2 separate regions of the Mus musculus genome follow, and region 1 is linked to region 2. A link is a contact called in public promoter capture Hi-C data. All regions are on one chromosome and are shown on one strand. The core of a region is the stretch at or near the end of the contact, and the rest is flanking DNA. Distances in the headings are between cores, read along the strand shown.

The links. Promoter capture Hi-C pulls out the DNA fragments that hold promoters and counts their contacts.
Region 1: a contact with region 2 is called in a promoter capture Hi-C map of trophoblast stem cells, with 2.7 times the contacts expected there. The contact joins two enhancer-like sites. A contact is called at or near these places in 14 of 39 promoter capture datasets (the 3T3-L1 cell line, the C10 cell line, embryonic stem cells and 6 more), 1 of 115 datasets of contacts at active chromatin or transcription factors (embryonic stem cells) and 3 of 9 other capture datasets (adipose tissue, liver and pancreatic islet).

What each region holds. Positions count from the first base shown.
Region 1 is chr5:64,095,389-64,100,175 of GRCm38.p6, forward strand. Pgm2 (phosphoglucomutase 2) reads left to right here. Exons shown (of 14, transcript NM_025700.3): 2 at 1,591-1,758. Among named protein-coding and RNA genes, the nearest start is that of Pgm2, 4.8 kb to the left of the region's middle. Within about 2 kb of position 1,738, at least 4 of the 459 cell types and tissues checked have an H3K27ac peak or open chromatin away from gene starts, as enhancers often do. A contact at or near this core is called in trophoblast stem cells, where this site is marked.
Region 2 is chr5:63,872,961-63,877,837 of GRCm38.p6, forward strand. 0610040J01Rik (RIKEN cDNA 0610040J01 gene) reads left to right here. Exons shown (of 4, transcript NM_029554.4): 2 at 3,490-3,539. Among named protein-coding and RNA genes, the nearest start is that of 0610040J01Rik, 63 kb to the left of the region's middle. Within about 2 kb of position 2,076, at least 59 of the 459 cell types and tissues checked have an H3K27ac peak or open chromatin away from gene starts, as enhancers often do. A contact at or near this core is called in trophoblast stem cells, where this site is marked.

The sequences.
Region 1 (4,787 bases), core at 488-2,987, 220 kb after region 2:
TGAGCTCTGCTTGGCCGGGCTGGCTAGTGCATGCCGGGGACTTGAGCTTGGGTCTTAAAGCTTGCATAGCCAGCAGTTAACTGATGGAGCTGACTTTAGCCCCTCTCAGTTCCTTTAACTGGAGATGGGTGCCTCTCTGGGAAGGACCTATTCATTCTTCAGGGGACCTCCCACCAGCTAAAAGGTTGCAGAGCCACCCATGCTGGCAAGGACTCTAGTTGTGCTCTCTGCATGGTTATTATATCCCCTCCCCTGTGCCTCCCTCTTCTGTCCGTTTTCCTTCACCCCCAGGTCTGACCCTTATCTCTGCTGCTCTCTTCTTGACTTTTCTTTATCTCTTTGCTTTGTTCTCTCAGGCTGCTGAGTCTTTTCTAGCAATCCAAGACCAGTTAAGACTTTTGAAATCCACAGTAGGCCTCAGAGACGCCCTGGATATTGGGTGTGGCCAGGAAGTCTGTGTTGTCTCAGCCACTCAGCAGATGTTTGTTGTGCTCCCTTTGTATGACAGCTCTGAGCCTTGCCTTGGGGGCACCTGCCGGTGTAATGGGTAAGATGGTTCTCTGGGGTTGGAATCTAGTGTTAATCAAAAGGTTGGTCCCAGTTCCTGTTGAAGCTGGAACTATCTGGAACTATAGGCTTGATTGAAGCCAAGGTTTTATGGCGACCACATTTCAAAGTTTAATTATGGGGCCTTATCTTGCCCAGTGTTCATTTTGGGGAGTGACGATTAGAAGTGCTTCACTCCAGCCTTCCCTCAATTCTTAATGTAAAAGTCCATGTGGAGTTAGGTAATTCTCCAATCTTCACATCTCCAGCAATCGTTCTGTGAAGAAAACAAGGCAAGTGTACATAAATGATTCATGTCCTTATCTGTTTGCAATTAAGGTAATAGAAAAAGCACTAGGCTAATGTTCACCATGCAGTTAAGCAAGCCATTCAATTTCTGTAGTGTAAAATACTACCAAAACCATCAGCTATTATTGACCTGACTTAGAGTCATTGAAACACGACCAGATACAAAGGGAACACTTTGTAAGAATTATAAAGCACTACAAAAGTACGGTCTCGATTGTACTGACTGACCTACCACCCTGGAACAGTTTGAGGACCTTAGGGAAGGAGATGAACATCACAACTCAGTGTCAGACCAAGACGAAGTCATTTCAAACCTTGAAAAATATGCAAGAGAGGTTCTAGCTGGTTCCCCTTTTACAGATGGGGAAAATAGGTTCTTGGGAAACTTTCTAGCCTTCTCAAGCACGGGGTTGGTAAGCAAATGATCTGAGATCTCCCTGAGCGAGTTAGATGTCTGTCCTAAAACAGCATCTAGTTCATTTTCTCTAAAACTGTTCCCTCAGTAGGACAGAGAATACATCTTACATCAAATTCCTTAGCTCAGATTTCAAAAACACCAGGAAATGCAAAAGCCTCTGTTTATACAGGTTTTTCATAGAGGTGAGATGTGTGTGTGTGTGTGTGTGTGTGTGTGTGTGTGTGTGTGTGTGTGTGTTGAGGGCATGGTCTACCTTGCAGATTTTCTGTCTTTTTCTTAACCAAGCTGTGCCTGGTACATCCATGTCTTTCTTTCAGAACCCTTTAACCTCTGAGTCAGTGAAACAGCTCATTGCTGGAGGTAATAAAGAAGAGCTGCGGAAATGCTTTGGGGCCCGGATGGAGTTTGGGACAGCTGGCCTTCGAGCGCCTATGGGAGCAGGGATTTCTCGAATGAATGACCTGACCATCATCCAGACCACACAGGTACCATGAGTCAGTCTGTGAGTGCTGTTACTCCTGGGGCATCTCCCTGAGTCCTGATAGGTTTAATTTGTTTTAGTTCTGGATATGTCTTTGGATCTGACCAAAGAGAGAAAGTGACCACCATTTAATTTACAAAATGAGGCTTGTTCAGTCCTTATTTATAACCCATCAGCCTTCTATTCACCCAGCCAGCCATGCAACAAGTTTATTGAATGCCCACTGTGTGTCAGGCATAGTGAATGGATATAACAAAGACAGAGCCCCTTGTGGAGATTTTGTTATTATACAGACCCATTGACTAAGGTGATGGCAGGGAATATGAACACGAATATGCGGACCGGAATCTGTATTGGCATTTATAAATGAGCTGTGACCCAAACAAAATAACTAATCCCCACTGAGTTCTGTCTGTCTAAACAGAAGGTCAGTGGCACCTGGTGGGGGTATATATTGCCATGGCCGTATTTGGATAATCCCATTTGTCACACCTACTGTGAGGTGTGGGGCTTCTCTGGATTGAAGATTAACCTTGAACCTTTCCCCCTATATTCAACTCTATCTAATTTCCTGAAATGGAGAAATTAGGCTTAAGTAAGTTCAATGGCCACCGTGGCCCACTTTTCTGCTAGAACAACGGAACTCTTCTGAGAGTGGGCCTCATGAATGCACATAATAATGAGTCCTTTTTTTTTTAAGATTTATTTATTTTATGCATATGAGTACACTGTAGCTGTCTTCAGACACACCAAAAGAGGGTATCAGATCCCATTACAGATGGTTGTGAGCCACCATGTGGTTGCTGGGAATTGAGCTCAGGACCTCTAGAAGAGCAGTCAGTGCTCTTGACCACTGAGCCATCTCTCCAGCCCAGGAGGCCTTTGAAACCAAAGTGGAGAGTGATCTTATTCCATCATCCACCTACTGGCGTCATCCCTAGAAACCCTCTACCCTGGAGTGATGCTTCCCGTGGGACACGAGGATGCTCGGGGCAGAGAACATTTCAGGAAAGCAGCAGATGCAACTTTAACATCTTAGGGGCCATCCCAGAAGTGAAGGAGAGAGGACTTCTGGAATGGTCCGCTCTGGCTGCCACTCCAGCTGTGGGTGGCCTTCCCTGATGGAGCACTAGCATGTGGCTTGGTCGGTCACATCCCTGTTGTCCCCTTTACTGAGGCATTGACACTCTTGCTGCTGCTCCTTTGGGTATGAAGGGTAAGCCTAGTGGCACCTTAAAACTACCCTGCTTTGGTTAAGGCGCAGATGCATATGAGTGAAGACGATCTCAAAGAAGTAGGCCGGAGACTGGAGGAAAACTCCTCTACTATTTGCCTCAGCAGTAGAGGTTATAATTTCTTATGACAATTAATTCACGTCTTTTTGATGCTCTGTTTGTGATTATCGAAGAGTACTTAATTTAACCTGGACACATTGGTCACTAAGAACTCACTGGCCTATGAAATAGCCCGTTCTAACTAACTCAGGGCTAATCTCATTTAAAGATGGTTTCGGGGTACTGGAGAAATGGCTCAGCCGTGAAGAGCCCAGGCTGCTCTCGTTGAGAACTCCAGTTTGGTTCCCAGCACCCGTGTCAAGTGATTCACACTGCTTGTAATTCTAGCTCCAGAGGACCTGGCACCCTCTTCTGGCTTCCACGAGCACCTATATACCCATGAATACCCATGCACATACCCGTACACAGGCTCACACACATACATAATTTAAAATAATAAGGAAAGGGGCTTGAGAGATGGCTCAGTGGCTAAGAATACTTGCTGTTCTTACAGAAGATTTCAGAATCCACATCCAGTGGCTTATAGCCAACCTATAAGCTCCAGGAGATCAGACATCCTCTCCCGATACCCTGCACACATATGGCATACACTTACTCAGAAACACATGTGTGGATATAATTAAAAAGTAATTTCTAAAAGATGGCTTCATTAGTTTCATTCCAAACCCATCCTTTTTTTTTTTTTTTTTTTTTTAGCTCTTTAGTTATATATTTTGAAGTCGTGCAAGTTTTTATTTTGTTTAAGGTAGCATTTTAATTCTGAAAGCCTCCTTCGTCCCCCATGGAATAGTGTCCTTTCCCTCAACTATTTTCTGGACCTCGTCCATCACAGGACCCAGAAGTTTCTAGAAGATTTAGGGGTACGAGAATCTGGACTTGGGCTAGATGATTTTTGCTTCCTGACACATTGAGGTCACAGCTCAAAGGCTGACCTGGAAAGTCAGGTATAATGTCACCATTGTAAGCTGTGAAGCATCAGGCATCTGAATTCCTCCTTGGGGACCCACAAGACGAATACATACATCCTTATTTCCTTATCACTTTTGGAAGGTGTGCTGGATGCTATTTGTTTGCCAAAGGGGAAAAAAACAATCTAAATTGATGTAACATTGCTAACAAGACTGAGATCTATCCCTCTACCAAAAATTGTAGATATGCTTCATTATGTATAAGATTTCCTTTAGTCAGAGTGCAGTAAGGATTAGGTCACATCACTATTGCCCAGTCAACTAGAACTCTCTGACAATGTCCAGTGTATAGAGTGTTGAGATTCCAAGTTCGCTGCTCTCATGTGTCTGAGACCGATGTGATGCTGTTCGATCCCTGAGATACAGGGATGGGATGCTCCACCAGCTTGGGGCAGGTAGTGATAGCCCCAAAATGCACAAGTTTGATTTGCAGAGCAAATTTTACCCTATAAATGGATTAATTCCAGTATCCTTTAGATTTCTGGTAAATAGTATCCGAAACAAACAAACCAAACAGACTTTCATCAGTTAATTGTCAAAACTGTATAAAATGCATTGGCTTTCTCTAAGTGATGTCACAAAGCAGAGAGAAATGTCAGAAGTCCCTGCTGACTCTGGAAGCAGGGGATCAGGGCTTTAAAGGAAATGACCATTCAAACACGTGCACATCTGGGGACCAGAAGATAACCTCAGTGTTTACTTCTCAGGCACCGTTCATTTTTTCTTTTGAGACAGGGTCTCTTGCTGGCCTAGAACTCACCAAGTAGGCT
Region 2 (4,877 bases), core at 826-3,325:
GTCTGGCATGCCCGAGGCCGTTATAAATGTTCCGACCTTTCTCTTCACCTTTGCTTATGCAGAAATGCCCCTTCCTATTACAGGCACTTGAGCTCTCTGGTAATGACAAACCAACTAACAAACAAACCGGAAGAGTGGGTACTAATGTTCAGGAGAGGTAAGGAGTGCCACCCCTCTTCCGGAAGAGGGACTCCCATAGACCTGCCTCCTCATTGCATGCCAGTGAGGAGCAGCAACAAGAATGGCAGCTGCAATATTTGTACCTGATCGCCTGCCGATCCTGAGTCACCTGTGATCGGTATACCTCAGCTGAAGGAGCAAAGGCACCGAGATGTTGGGAGATGAATTCCAGGCAACTTTCTGGATGTAGGCCAAGACCAATCTTTCCAAAAGAAAATGCTGTTTTAAAGATGTGCAGATTTGGAGCTGCTAGCTAGCTGCCTTCCCCAGCACATCCATAGGGAGCCAGTGCTCGGGGGGCAGGGGTCGGAAAAAATACCCCTTCGGAGGTGGAGGTCGTAGGCTCCACCTGAGAGCTAAACAGCAGTGTAGAGATACTATCCTGTGGGCAGTAACCCCGGGATGCCAAACAATATGAAACTGTTTCCCAACAGACAAGGGACCTCATAGGGTTTAATGTCCTCAAATGTTCTGGGAGGAAACCAAGCCATTGGGGAACCAAGCACCTAACTCTACTTAATTCTCAGTCATTTATATTAAAATAATTACATGTGGCCCGCACTTACCATATTGGACCGTGTAGCTCTAGAACATTCTGAAGGGTTGACAGCACTTTGCCCGTAACCTACATCGATAGGTCTCAGCTTACTTATTTACGTTTTATCTTTAAGCTTTATGCATTGCAATGAAAAGAGGATTTTTCAGAGTATTGATGGGCAAGGAGGCCCGGAAAGACATAATATGCATAAAAGCTTGGAGGCAGGCTATCATGGGCGTGGTTGAAACAGCAAAAATACCAGGCTGACTGGAAATAGAATTAGAGTTTCCAAAATAATCGGGGGAAACTATGACTATTGCATAAAGAAGCCTTAAAGGCAAAATTGAGGATCATAATACCTTGACAGGCGCCATACAGTCACGCAAGGCTCCCTGCCCACGAAGGGCTTGATGAGAGCTTTGCTTTACAAGACTGGTACCACCCATGTAGTGGATCCTGGCTTAAAATCACTGTGCCTTTATTTTGTATTCGTGTGAGTTGTGTGCACATGTATTCCTTGTGTGTAGGACGCCCATTGAAGCCAGAAGATAGATCACCTAAAGCTAAAGTTACAGGCAATCGTTAGGTACGCATTGTGGGTGCTGGAAACCCAACCCCGGCTTGGGGCTTCTGGAAGAGCAGTAAGCACTCCTTATAACTAAACCTTGTATTTTAGCTACTGCTATCTCAAAGGGTCAGCCCTTAAGCACACCTGCCGCTGTATTCTCCTACATCCAGCTATTCCCCATGAAGCTCCGTCTCTATTTCTAATATTCGTCTACCCATCATGGGATGCGCTCTGTGGTGGGTCCAGGAGAGTGACCTATTGACCTTTCATGCTTTCAGTCCTTAGCAGGAGCCTGGCTCAGTAACATCTCACTGTACACGTGTAGGCATTGAAGAGCAGCCTCCAGTGGATAGTTCAGTATCTTTTTCAAAGCAAAAACAAGACATCATCAATTCCTCTGAGATACCACACCAGGGAATAAGGTCGGGGTCCCCAGCACGAAACTCTTGCAGGGGCCCCCTCTCACAAATATTTACACTCTTCCTTTTACTTCTTTTGCCCCAGACCTTTCTCCCCACCCACGTACTGGGGTCTTTGCTCTTCCAGTCTTTCTTCTTGGAGTGTAGCAGACCTCAAGTAAACCTTTGGCCCCTCAGGGTCTTCAGGGACTTGCTCTTTAAACATCAGGAATGCCGAATGTTCATCCCACCGCCCAGGAGGTTGGCACTCTATTGGGTAAGCCGCACAGCAGCTACCGCAGCTTCCTGGTACCTTGACACAAAGCAGGAGTTCAGGATTCTTTGTTGGCTAAGTAAACAGCACCGCTGACTTCCCTTTTGTCACGCTGCTCTGCCTGAAGGCCTTCCGGTCATAACTGGCCCACACTGGTTTCCCATCCGCCTGACTCAGATAGTGTCAACACCTCAACTGCTCAGCTCTCGGTGTAGCGCCTCCCCAGGATGTGTCCGGTGTTACTTGTGCACGACAGACCATCTCTCTGAGTTATGTGTAAGCTTTCTTGTCGCCGTGCTTGCTCCCTGAATGCGTGCACTTCGCCTGGCTCATATTGTCCTTATGTACCCATAATAATGGTGATAAATGATTAACAGTATAGTCAAAATTAAGAGCAATCGGATTAGGGATATCCAATTGATGTTTTCAATGTTTAGAGAAACATTAGATAAAAAAGATGAACACTGGGTGAAAATACACAGCTAACAGAATGTGAAATTGAACCACTGGATGTATATAGACATCCAGTATTGTATAGTATGGTATGTCAGAGTTTATTATCTCATTAGTTACGTGGGAGTAGAATAAAAAGCATGTCTTGAACATGTGTCTGTGTATAGTAGAGTGTTTTACTAAACAGAGAAGTACAAAGCTAAGCATTTCTTTGCCTTCTAAATCCTGTACATCATTTTCATTATAGGCAAAAATGTTTTCTAAATCGTGTATTTTATTGAATGGTTATACTTTTACTAGTCAAAGCATAGCTTGATATGTCCCTAAGAAGAAAATTCATTTCCTCCCTCCCTCCTGCTCGCCTCTGTACCCATCAGTGTGGAGGCATATAGCCATGCAGTGTTCACTAACACTACCTACAAGCATGTCAAATGTTCAAGCTGCTATAACAAAACATCCTAGACTGGATGGTTTATCAACAACAGAAACCCAGTCTCACAGTTCTGGAGATGGGGAAGTCTAAGTAAGATCAAGGCCCTAACAGACTGCTCTCTGCTAAGTCCCTAGATTACCATCTTCTTGTGATCTTGCTTGGTGAAGAGCCAAGGGCCCTGGGGCATCTTTGTAAGGACCCTGCCTCCATGATCCACTCACATCCCAAAGGCCCCACCTTGACACCGGGGATTGTTTTCAACGTCTAAATTCTGAAGGGAACCCAAGCCTTCAGACAGTCAGATGTTGTAGATAGATAGCATTAACAAGTCCAGCATGCCCAGTGTGCAATGAAAAGTCTACATGTTATGCCGCTTAAATCTCATTACAATCTCATTTTATAAATGGGAACTCTGAGATGTTGGTTAATTGTTAATTGATTGCTAAGTGCCTGGAGCTGGGCTGCCAAGTCAGGCCTAACAAATCTCAGGCTTGTCTCTTGCCTGCCTGGGCCCACTGTTGCAGGCTAAAACCCCCACAGCAACGTCAGTGTCCTGCGCCCCTCAGGAAATGCCTCCTTGGGCATTGCCCAATCCCACTGTGAAAATGTGGTATCCCTCAGTTTTCCACTTTGCTGTTGTTTCAGGAAGAGCGGTTTAACACCCAGAGAAGCCTAATGGACAAGCGCCCCAGCAGGTAAGCCAGCAGTTTTCAGTTTATGCCTGGTTTTGGGTGGTCTGTTCGCTCCACTTTTGGCTAAATTTTATATCACTCAGAATGGAAATTCTCTTTTGTTTCCAGTATCATCGGAGCCAGTGGACAGAACAAGTCCCCAAAATCTGTTTCTTTCTGGCCCATTCAGACTTCCATTCAATTATGTGATTTATATATTTTTAAGGTTTTGTGGGATTTGTTGTTGTTATTTTTAGGTTTTTAATACTTTATTTTACTGGGGGGGGGAGGGGGCACCCATGCACGAGCCTGTGTGGAGATCAAAAGATAACTTGTGGGAATCAAGACTCTTCTTCCACCACATGAGGCTTGAACTCAGGTCCGTGGCCTTGGTAGCAGCACACTTACCCGCTCAGTCATCTCGCCGTGTCACGTCTCCAAGTCCTTGTGATTGCCTTTTCACTTTATGAAAATTAAAAGAGAATTAAAAATGTGTGTGATGAGACCACACAGCAACCAAATCTTCACATGGGAAGACTTCCAGTTTCCCAAGAACCTTGGGACATCTCCAGTGACGGTCACACTGGCTCTAGGGTATCATCCCAGGACTGTAGCCTCAGACTCCTCGGAATTTGTGAGGAAGGCATTTTATTTAGGCCTCATCCCAGACCCCTATACCAGAAACTACCCATAATGCCCAGCCCCAAGTGACTCCAGTGTATCAGTCAGTTGAGAGACCAGGTCCTGGGTTACACCTTCTATTTTGGTTTGAATATGAAATGTGTCCCTCATGCTCTCTGTGTTGAATGCTTGGGACCGCTGGGGTGGAGGTATTTGGGGAGGTCCTAAATAGTTTTGGTAGGAAACTCCTAGCAGGAGGTAGGAGGTAACTAGGGGAGTATTCTTGGTCACTAGGGCGTGTCCTCTTTGGCCCGCCCCCTGCTTCTTGGCTGCTCTTTGGTCGAAGAGAAGAAAACCCAAGCAACCCATCCTGCTTTCCTTCCGTTTATTTCTGGCTCTCCTCTCCGGCTTGGCTCCCTTACCAACCAACTTGCAGGACCATCCTCTCGATTTCAGCTCCAGGACAGCCAGCTCCACGTATCTCAGCCATGGTACATCCATTATCCTTGTTGCTTCTGACAAGTTCTAGACTGTCATGCTGTCCTGTCTCTGCAGAGCTTTTTCATTCTTTCAGACCCACGTCATCTACCTGTCTACCCTTCCTGCCTCTAGTCGCTCAGCATCATTCAATACTGTGCACCCAAACGTGTCTCCTTTCTGCACTCGGGGAACCCATTTCATCTACATTTCAATCTCTGTTCGTGGCTGACTCCTGGACCATTCTATCCATCAACTGTGGGC